2 separate regions of the Gossypium hirsutum genome follow, and region 1 is linked to region 2. Evidence: chromatin contacts called from public Hi-C data. All regions are on one chromosome and are shown on one strand. Each heading gives the region's core, a stretch centred on a gene start, on an enhancer-like site or on the middle of the called end of the contact. The rest is flanking DNA. Distances are from core to core; before and after follow the strand shown. Region 1 holds the start of LOC107956289 (probable zinc metalloprotease EGY2, chloroplastic). Region 2 has its middle 14 kb from the start of LOC107955162.

The links. Hi-C and Micro-C count contacts between places; a contact is called where the count stands out from the background.
Region 1: a Hi-C map of leaf shows a contact between it and region 2, with 1.9 times the contacts expected there. The contact joins the promoter of LOC107956289 here to the enhancer-like site in region 2. A contact is called at or near these places in 2 of 34 Hi-C or Micro-C datasets (both in leaf).

Annotation. Positions count from the first base shown.
Region 1 is chrD04:13,120,143-13,125,508 of Gossypium_hirsutum_v2.1, reverse strand. It overlaps LOC107956289 (probable zinc metalloprotease EGY2, chloroplastic), which reads left to right and starts at 1,625. Exons shown (of 12, transcript XM_041092006.1): 1 at 1,625-2,037; 2 at 2,120-2,192; 3 at 2,447-2,590; 4 at 3,251-3,301; 5 at 3,396-3,506; 6 at 3,788-3,862; 7 at 3,948-4,053; 8 at 4,150-4,243; 9 at 4,710-4,863. The coding sequence starts at 1,883.
Region 2 is chrD04:12,888,971-12,894,075 of Gossypium_hirsutum_v2.1, reverse strand. No RefSeq gene overlaps it. Among protein-coding and RNA genes, the nearest start is that of LOC107955162, 14 kb to the left of the region's middle. Within about 2 kb of position 2,290, at least 3 of the 9 cell types and tissues checked have an H3K27ac peak or open chromatin away from gene starts, as enhancers often do. A contact at or near this core is called in leaf, where this site is marked.

The DNA.
Region 1 (5,366 bases), core at 376-2,875, 230 kb before region 2:
GAAAATCATTACCACCTCCATGGATGTTAGATGCATCCATCCCCACTCCGCCCTGTTTCAATTTAATTTTTGCTACTTATCTTTAATATTTTCAATCTTTTCAAAGTCAAGTAAATATTTAAACATAATTCTTCAAAAATATTTAAACATAATATATATATGGATTTTTATATATTATGTTATTACATTTTTACCTTTTTAATAATTTATATATATAAAGACAAAATGATAATTTTATATAGTGGAGTAGGTCGGGGTGGGACAAGCAATTATCATAATCGCTTTATACCCACCTTTCAAAAGAAAAAGTCTCCTCGCCTCGCCCCGCATTCACTTTTCAAAAGAAATAATTTGCTCAATTCAGAATGAATTGATTCGAAATTCATTGTACGATTCGAGTTTTGCCATCCCTACGCTGGTGACCAGAAAAGATAAAATTGAATAGTTAGGTGACTCTTTTATAACTTTTCATAATTGAATGACAAAAAAATATTTATAATTGAGTAATCATTTTGTAATATTCATAGTTGGATAATAAAAAATGGGGTTTTTTTTATCAAAATAATATAAAATAATTAAATAAATACTGAAATGGGATAAACATAATAATATTTACGAATATAAGCAGGAGCTACAGTAAAAAATCAGTGCCGCCTGACCAATTGGCGACACCCCTCTCCTCAGCCATCGGTCACATTAGGTTTAAATTTTTTTATGGGTGCTGCCTGGTCAATCGGCAGCATCAGACTGAAATGTGATGAAAAGCTTTAAGGGTGCTACTTGACAGCTTGGCAGCACTAAACTTCAAAAGGGTAAATTGCTTAATTACCCCTTCTTATTTATTTTATTTTATTTCCCTTCCATACCAAAAATAAAGAGGCCTATTACCAATTAGTTCACAAAGTTTTTTTTTACTAAAAAGCATTTTAAAAAAAAATCGATTTAAACTGAAAATAAATTTTATTTATTTATCGAAAAATATTTTTTTCAAAATATTTTTTCTAGTTTGAATAATTTTTCGAAAAATAATTTTACAAAAAAGTATTTGAACAAAAGATTTAGTTTTTAAAAAATAAATAAAATTTATTTCCAGTCTGAAATTCGCTTTTTTACAAAAATACGTTTTAGTAAAAAAATATTTTGGACTAATTGGTAAGAGGCCTCTCTATTTTTTTTTGTGTTGAAGGGAAACAAAAAGAAATAATAAATAAGAAGGGTTTATGAAGTAATTTACCCTATTTGAAGTTTAGTGCCCTAAACTATCTGAAGGCTTTTCAATCAAAATGGTAATTTTGCATATCAGATCCCTAAATATTTTAAGTCATTATATTTTAGTCTAGTACCGTCGATTGACCAGGTGACACCGGTTTTTTACTGTAGCTTCTATCTAGATTTGTAAGTATTTATTTAATTATTTTATATTATTTAAGTAAAAAATCCTAAAAAGAAATTTAGAGTGACTAAGGTTTTGTTTTCAAGCATTACCAAGCAGGTAAGCTACTATTCAGATATTCATCAAATATCTAAGTAGCCTCTCAAAATTGAGATTCCTCAACAACAGCACCACTCAAAATAGTACACGCAATTTCACTATACACGTGTCTCAATACAACTGGTGCAATAGGTTTCGCCTTTCAATAATCGGATCTCCCAGAAATATCGTTCTCTCGCAGTAACTCCTTCGATGCAACGAGCAACAGCAAAACGGATAAGACTCCAAAATAACATAAAAAAAAAACTCCAATCTCTCTTTTAAAAATCTGCGAAGCAAAATTTTCATAAAGTATTGAATTTTTTTTCCAATGGAATTTGATCTTCAATTGAATTAAATTTACGTCTTTTGAGGAATTTGGATTTCATTTCTTTTAGAAAAAATAAAAAAATGAATTTAGCAGCAAGTTTCCGCGGGAACTTTGGTGTCTTATCTCAATGTAGCTCTTGCTGCGATCTTCGGTTTCAGCCATTGTTGTCGTCTTCGAGCTTTGCTAAGTCGCAACGGTGTCGTTTAAGGAGCTTGAATTTTTCTCGCGTCCCTAGGTAGTTTTTTTTCTCATTATTTTTTTAAAAATATTCTGCTAAAGAAGAAAGCTTATGAACTAATTCTTTATTCCTCTTATAGATTTTTCAGGAAAAGAGAGATGTTTTGTAGAGTGACTGAAACAGAAACTGGACCAGATAGTAATAATGATGTGGTAATTATTTTATTACTCAATTAGTTCGGACTTCTAAAAAAAATTCCTTTTTTTTATTTTCTTTTCTATGTTGATACAAATTTGGAATTATTGCATTTTTCATTAATGAATCTATCAAGAAGTTATGAGCTACTTTGTGAATGCACTCAACATGTGGTATTTTTGCAATTTTGGATCCAGCAGTTAGCTCAAGATGGTTTATTTTTAGATGAAAAGGGAAATGTTCTTTGATGTTCGATGTTGAATGTCTGTAGGAGGAAGATAAGCATGAAAGTGGAGAAAAGCCGGCAACAACTGATTCTGTAGAGGAAAAAGATTCCCAGATTGATTTGCAGCCCATAAATGTTCAACAAATAAACAATAATGATGCAGAAACTACAGCTCAAGGTGCTGTGCAGGTACTAAATTTCTATTCTGTAGTAGTATCCTTATAGTGACAGAATAGGGCAATAGGCAAGCCCCTACATTACTTGGTTCTCAATTAGAGATGGTATTTGTCTCGTGTTTTAAGGTAGTATATATTTATATAAATTTTAATATGCTAATATTTCATATTATATAAAATCTGAATGTTCTTGCATTTGTGTAATTTTTTTTCGTGTTCTTCTTGCTCATGTCTGTATAATCCATCATGTCCAAAGTTGCCAGGTTTGTTCTCAATGCAAGATCGTGCTACTGTGCTTTTTGCAGGCCACTTTGTTAGATTTCATGTTCATCTCCTTAAATTCGTAACTTTTGGTGATTTTTAATCCCGTTTCTCTATTTTGATAGAAATGTTTTTGTCCAATTGAAAGCTAGATGGTAGTTTAGCTATAGCTATAACTAGCATTATGTTCGAATATTGGTATGGGAGTATGAACCTCCTCAAATATATGGAAAACTTAGAAATTTGGGCATACGCATCCGACACTGACCTTGAGTCCAAGCAAGCTCCTGCCATACCTACAATTTGAAGTATTTTAGTACATGAATTCACATTCAGCTGCCATTTTGTAATCTGCAAAACATTAATCATAGCTTGCTCAACCTTTATCACATCAGGATTGTGTTTGATACAGGAGGATGACGCTATTGAAGTTACTAGTGGATCGCCTCTGCCAAGTGTGAAGGTGATCATGATGCTGTATCACTTCCTAGGCTGGAATTTACAAGAGAGATCTTCTTTTCCTGCTTCTTTTACATCTTCCCTTGTTTCCTGAACAGCCACAACAACTGGATGAATCAATGAGGATTCCAAAGGAAATCATTGACATTCTTAAGGATCAAGTATTTGCATTTGATACGTTCTTTGTAACGAGCCAGGAACCTTATGAGGTGTGTTAGTTATTTTGATAGTTCTAGGCTTCCTTGATCCTTTTTTTCCTTTTCTTTCAAACATGTATCAGAAGATTCTTAAGGGGCTGAAATCAACTAAAATTGCCTCTGCAACTTGAATTCATAACATATCCATGGAGATAATAATATTTACGTGGTTATAGATTGAACTTCTCCTTCAATAGGTGTTATATTGTCCTTGAGAATAAGATAGCAGAAAACTGTTAGCAATTTTATTTTTGTTTCTTATTTATGTTCTTTTTTTGCGTGATATTTGATAGGGTGGAGTATTGTTCAAAGGAAATCTTCGGGGACAAGCTGCTAGAAGTTATGAAAAGATATCTACTAGGATGCAGGTATGTTTACTCTGCTTGTTCCATTGTACTATTGTGGAGGTTAATGGCTGATTCTTTATTTAATTTCTTCTAAATGAATATACAGAACAAATTTGACGATGAATATAAGCTTTTCCTTCTTATCAATCCAGAAGATGACAAACCAGTGGCAGTTGTTGTCCCGAAAACAACTTTGCAACCCGAGACAACTGGTACTTGGCTATGCTATTATGTTATTCAAAAGTTTAATGTCATCCATGTCATACACCAAAGCCATTGCCATTAAGACTAAAGTATCCTTTTTGCAGCTGTCCCTGAGTGGTTGGCAGCTGGGGCTTTTGGTCTGTTTACAGTGTTTACCTTACTTCTTCGGAATGTGCCTGCATTGCAGTCCAACTTATTGTATGATTTTCTATTACTTTCATTCTGACAACTTAATCAAAATATTAACTGTGGCTTATTCCTGTCATCATAACCAAATCATAAGCAAGACAAAAATGCTACTATTTAGGCTGTTTTCCCTTCTGAGGATCATGTTTTGAGAATTGTACCAAGCTCATAAATACTTATTTGATCGATCACTCAGTTTGAGTATTTTAAGATGGTAAATAATACATTAGCCTTGTCACTTTAGTTTATTCCTTTCGGAAAATATCTGTCCTAGGTTTCTTGACAAAGATTCCTCTCTCTCTCTCTCTTGCAAGGACTCGTTTCTATCATCGTTATTTTTCTCTTGGTTCTTGGAAGTTTAAGTTGATTGTTTCTGATTTTTTCTTTGTTTCCCCTTTCTTAGAATTAGGAGAATTTTCCATCAGATCATTCAGTTTGTCTTATTGCATTACTGCGAATGATTTTGTTAATGGTCCAGATCAACATTTGACAACCTCAACTTGTTATCGAATGGTCTACCTGGAGCCTTTGTTACTGCACTTCTTCTGGGGGTACATGAATTGGGCCACATCTTAGTAGCAAAGAGCACAGGAGTTAAGCTTGGTGTTCCTTTCTTTGTTCCAAGTTGGCAGGTGATATATATAATTCTTTTCATTAATCCTTTGTTTCGGAACAAACTTCTCTTTTCCTTTCCCTTTTGTGTTCCTGTTAGTTGGTACCTTATATCTTTACTGCAATCTAGTGTGGAAATCATAGATAAGAACATTACCATATATCTTGGAGGGTCTTTGGAGCAGTGGCTGATCCTGGGATTAAGTTTTGACCTTTGGGGGGCGTAGTAACATTTTCAAAAATTTTAAGAGTTTAATAAGATATTTTTTTAAAAGAATTGGGGGTCTAATTAAAATTTTTAAAAATTTTGAGATTAATGAGACTTTTCTAAAATTTTAAGAGCTTAATTAAAGTTTTCTAAAAATTTTAAGGGAAAAATCAAAATTTTCCAAAATTTTTAGGGGCCAAAAGGACCCCTAGGCCGTTATAATGGCCCACCCCTATTTTGGAGAGTCACATTCTCATGTCCATGTCCGAACATATATCGGACTCGAGTACTGGATACGAATGCTTAAAGAAAAAT
Region 2 (5,105 bases), core at 1,041-3,540:
ATAATAAAGGTGGTGGTGTCAATCTATTTGGCTCCACCACTATTAGTTATTTTCTGGCCCCCAAATTATTCAGAAATAATGATATTGGAGTGGTATTTATACATGTCACGCCAAATAAATTGGCTCCACTAAAAAAATTAATTTTTTAATTCTAGCAACTAATGATTGGATGACGTGGCAAGTGGGTGGCGCCAATTCCTTTGGCTCTACCAACTTTCACTATTCATTTCAAGTCATTTACGTACAAAATAAAAAAAACGGATCATTTCTTAATTAATAAAACAATTTTGGATTATTTTTATAAAAACAGCCAACATAACTTAAATAGATGAACTTTTTATGATTTATTCCGAACGAACCATAAAACAAGAGTCATTGTTGATTTTTTATGAACCAACTTTGAAACTAAAAAAAGAAAGGAAAAAAAAAATTTCAATATGCACAATGTGCAATTTAGTAGCATAATCTTATTCTCTAATCAATCTAGTCAGCTATAACTCAGTACAATTAGAAACAATGTTAGCTCATTACTCTGATGCTTTATACAAATTAAATAATTTAGAGTTTTGATTAGTTTGGAGTTGGATTCAAAATGCATTTTCAATTAGTCATTAGTAGGTTTTTCACTTAAAAACTTTACCATGACTCAAATCTTCATTTTAGCTTGCAGAGCATAACATATTTATATAAGCAATAACATTTTAAATCTGTCATGCACATAGCATTTGATTCGATTTATATTTCAACAATCATATAAACTTATAATTTCTATTCACAATTTTATATTTACCTGGTAATTCGATGGTTCTCGACATGTGTAAATTCTAGTGGAAGTCAAGGTTAGATATACAGTTCCAGTTTACACACTAATATACGCAAAGCGCAAATGATAACAATAATAGTAACTTTAGTGTGTCCAAGGTGCGAATGATAAGCAACTAAATTTCTAAGTGCAAAGCGCTCAATAGTAACTCTCAAGCGCATAAAGCAGCCTTGCAAACACAATCATTATAACATGCCAACTATATCTAACGAGATTAGTCTACAAATATTTAAAATGACTTTCATTAATTTATCAATCATTCTTCTTAGCTTACAATATATTTACTAAATTTAATTTATTCATTTTATTTTCACACTATTCAATGAAACCAATACAATGACAATTTAAAATAAATAATGTCTAACAATTCACTTACTTTGAAACTTATCTTGCTTCCATGACTAAACATCATAAATAAGGTCAATAATAAGATCATTAAAATCATAACACTTGACTTAATATTTATTATTAACCAAGGCAATGATTCTTATTTTTAAACAAGTTCACTAATTAAAATTCCATTCAATTAAATCTCCCTATTACTATCAATTTAATTTAAGTGCTAACTAAAAACACATAAACAAATAAGCATACAATCTAAGTAAGAATTCATTGATCAAGTTCTCCAAAAATGCAATTCCTCAGCTACTTTAACCTTAGCTAAGGTGTTAGGCCTTTCACCACTTTCCCTAGTTTTAAAATTTAGTGAGAAAATCCTAACCATTACTGTAAATTCAGGACATAACACTTTGACTCAATGATTGTTCACCAAATATACAATTATTGAAATAAAGTTCTTCTCACCTCCCCATGCGGTCACCCTCAAAATTTTACCCAAACTGCGAAATGCTTATATTCATCTCATGGGTAGCCATTCTACAGGGAGGTGGTGTTATGTTAGACAGGTGGGTTGATTGAAGAGAGTTGGATCATGATCATGATTTATTATTGTTGTTCGGATTATTATTTTTAAAGAGGATTTAAAAGTTGGTGATGTCATAATTGAAATATTTATGTTGCAAATAAAAATATATATATTTTAGATTAATTATAGGGAGGTCCCTAGCTTTAGTCAAAAGTAAAAAATATCATCAATAATCTGTTAGTGGATAGAATTTTTAACAACAATGACCAATTTGAACAACTATCCTAATTAGAGCAACTAAATTAACAAAATCACTAAAAATCAGACTATAAAAGTTTATCTGAAAGAAGAAATTCTATGATCTTAGGATTGTTTTATCTTTGAAATTAGTAGGTGTGAATTTTTAAAAGAGAATCTCTTTGGGATGTTAGAAAATTGGATATAAATTCAGAATCGTTATTTGTAGCTGCCACACTTTCCTTATTTCTCATTTGGCCCATTATAGATAAGAAATTAGGCATTAGAAGCCCATAGGTGACTACTAAATTGGACCAAATCTTTTATGAGTCGTCCTCATAGCTGCCCTCCATTATTATGTACCTAAACAAAAATAGTTGTAAACTCTGCCTAAATTCACATTGCTGCCGCTCAGACATGCCCCCACCATCCCAATAGTAGCCTTATTTTCTTCCTCAAAAGAAAAGCGAATTTGAACAACTCTTGCCCTTTTTTGAATTTATGCATTCCTCCTCACTTTTGAAAACAACTGTTCTACCCAATATAATTATTACATTTTTGGGTTTTTAATAAAATTAATATCAACTCAAACTTGAGTTCACATTCAATTATATTTTTATATTAAATAAAAATAATTATTTATGTATATCATGTGTAATGTGATGTTACATTTTTAAAAATTAAATTAATTTCTTATATATAATGTTACACATTATTTATGTAACATTTAATTATAGAGGAATTGAAAACGTGCCAAAGTTAATTCCCATTCAAATTATTTGACCAAGGTGCAGACGAATTTTGGTTTAATGAACCAAAAAGAAAAGACAGGAATTCTGTTTAATGACTTTCACATGTATTTATTTATGATCAGTAATATTTTGTTGACTTCTCCGCCTAGAAAACATCAAATTAATAAAGACAACGGCTAAATTTGAAAAAAAAAAATAGATTAATTTTGTAGAGAGAAACAAAAAATGTATACTGCATGAAGTCTTTCCTGTTGAAAACTCGTCTCATAGGATGTATTTTGTGGTTCTTTTTGTTAGATTGTTAAATGTTAGTGATTTTGTCTTTAATTTCTTTCTTACTTATATTTGTATTTTTATTTCATGTTATTTCAATCTTTACTTTTATTTTTAATTACTATTTTTAAGACATTAGCTTCTTTGGTTAGATGATTATATAATAGTCATTTTATCATTGAGTCTTTGATTTGATTCCTCTACTAAGTATAATTGTATTTTTTATTTCATGTTGTTTTAAGCTTTTTTTTTTAAAATTATTTTTAATTAATTTTTTTAATTAATAAATATATTGTTTTCAATTTTTTTTATTTTTAATTCATCTTTTTAATTAATAACTATTTTATTTATAAAATCAAATAATTATGGCCGAAAATCATTATTTTTAGTAAATATAATTTTTATATGTAATATTTATTTTTCAATTCATATCATGTGTAGTAAATTTTAGTATTATATATTTTTGTATGTGTATTTGAAATAATTAATTGAACATATAAAAATATTTGAAATATCATATCCACAATATAAATGAAAAAGCACTGAAATTTGAAATATTTTACTTATAAAAATAATAATGATATTTGAAATAATTATTTGATTTTATAATATTAGAATTCACCCTACCCACAATATAGGTGGAGAAAATAAATATTTGACATATAAATATTATATAAAAATAAAAATAAAAATATATAAAAAAAATTAGTTGATTTTTAAAAAAATAAAATATATTTAATATAATGTTAAATATCAATTTCATAATATATATTATTATATAATTGAAAATGATTTTTTAATTTATAAATAAAAGCGTTATTAATTAAAAATGAATTTAAAATATAAAGAACTTAAAAAATATATATTTATTAATTAAAAATATTAATTTTAAAAAATTGAAACAATATGAAATAGAAAATACAAATGAGCTTAGAAGAAATGAGCTTAGAAGAGGAATCGACCCTAGAACTCAAGGATAAAATTACTATTATTTAATCATCTAACAAATAAAGCTAACATGTTAAAAATAATAATTAAAAATAAAAGTAAAGCTCAAAACAACATAAAAAAAATGTAGGTAAGAGAGGAATTGAACTCGAGACTTAAAAGACAAAATTACTAACATTTAAACATCTAACCAAAAAAGCTAATATATTAAAAAATCAAAAAATACGCCCTATAAGATGCGTTTTCTATTTCTTTCTCTAAAATTAGTCTATTTCTCTATATACCCAAAAAAAATGTTACATTTACCTAAATATTTTTTGAGATCAACATTTGTTTTTCAGATTTAGCCGATAAGAAAAACGTTTTTGGATAGGAAAAAAAAAAGGGAAATCTCCTTGATACATGACTTAATATTGCCATATGTGTATAATATTAAAACTGTGATGTGTTATATAATTATTTAAGGTTTAAGTAGGTAAAAGTTCTTCAACTTTAAAAAAAATAGTAACTAAGATTTTATTTTTTACATTTAATTGAATATTTGAATTGTCAAAGCATTAAAAAGATTTTTTAGCTGTTAAAATTAATAGTTGACCCTTAAAAGTTAACAATACTCTTTTCTTTGTTTTTTTTTTCTTTCTTTTTTCAGTTATTTCCATCATGTATCACAGGTTGTGACACATGACGGAAAATGTTAAAAATTATTAAAATAAAAAATATATAAAAAATGTAAAAAAAATTAAATTTTATTTGAAAATTTTAAAAATTATTTAGAAAATAGAAAAACATTTTTACCAATTTTTTTAAAAAAATAAAAAATTCCCTTTTTTATGAAAATATATTATGAATGATGGAATGAATTTATTAATGTCAAAATTTGAGAAAAAAGTATTAATAAATTTTCATTTAAATGCCGTGGAATATACTTTGTTTATAGGAAAAAAAATCCCCATCGAGGAAGTGTTTGAACGGCTGAAATGTACCAGAGAAGGATTAAGCTCGGACGAGGGTGCCAACAGGCTTCAGATTTTCTGCCCCCACAAGCTCGAAGAGAAAAAGGTCTTTCGCACGGATTTAATTTCGATATTAATTACGTCCGAATCATAATAGATGTTAAAATTATGTTTTAAAAATGAACAAAATTCTCAAGTTTTGGGGGTTCATGTGGAATCCCTTGTCATGGCCATGGGTTATGGAAGCTGCTGCA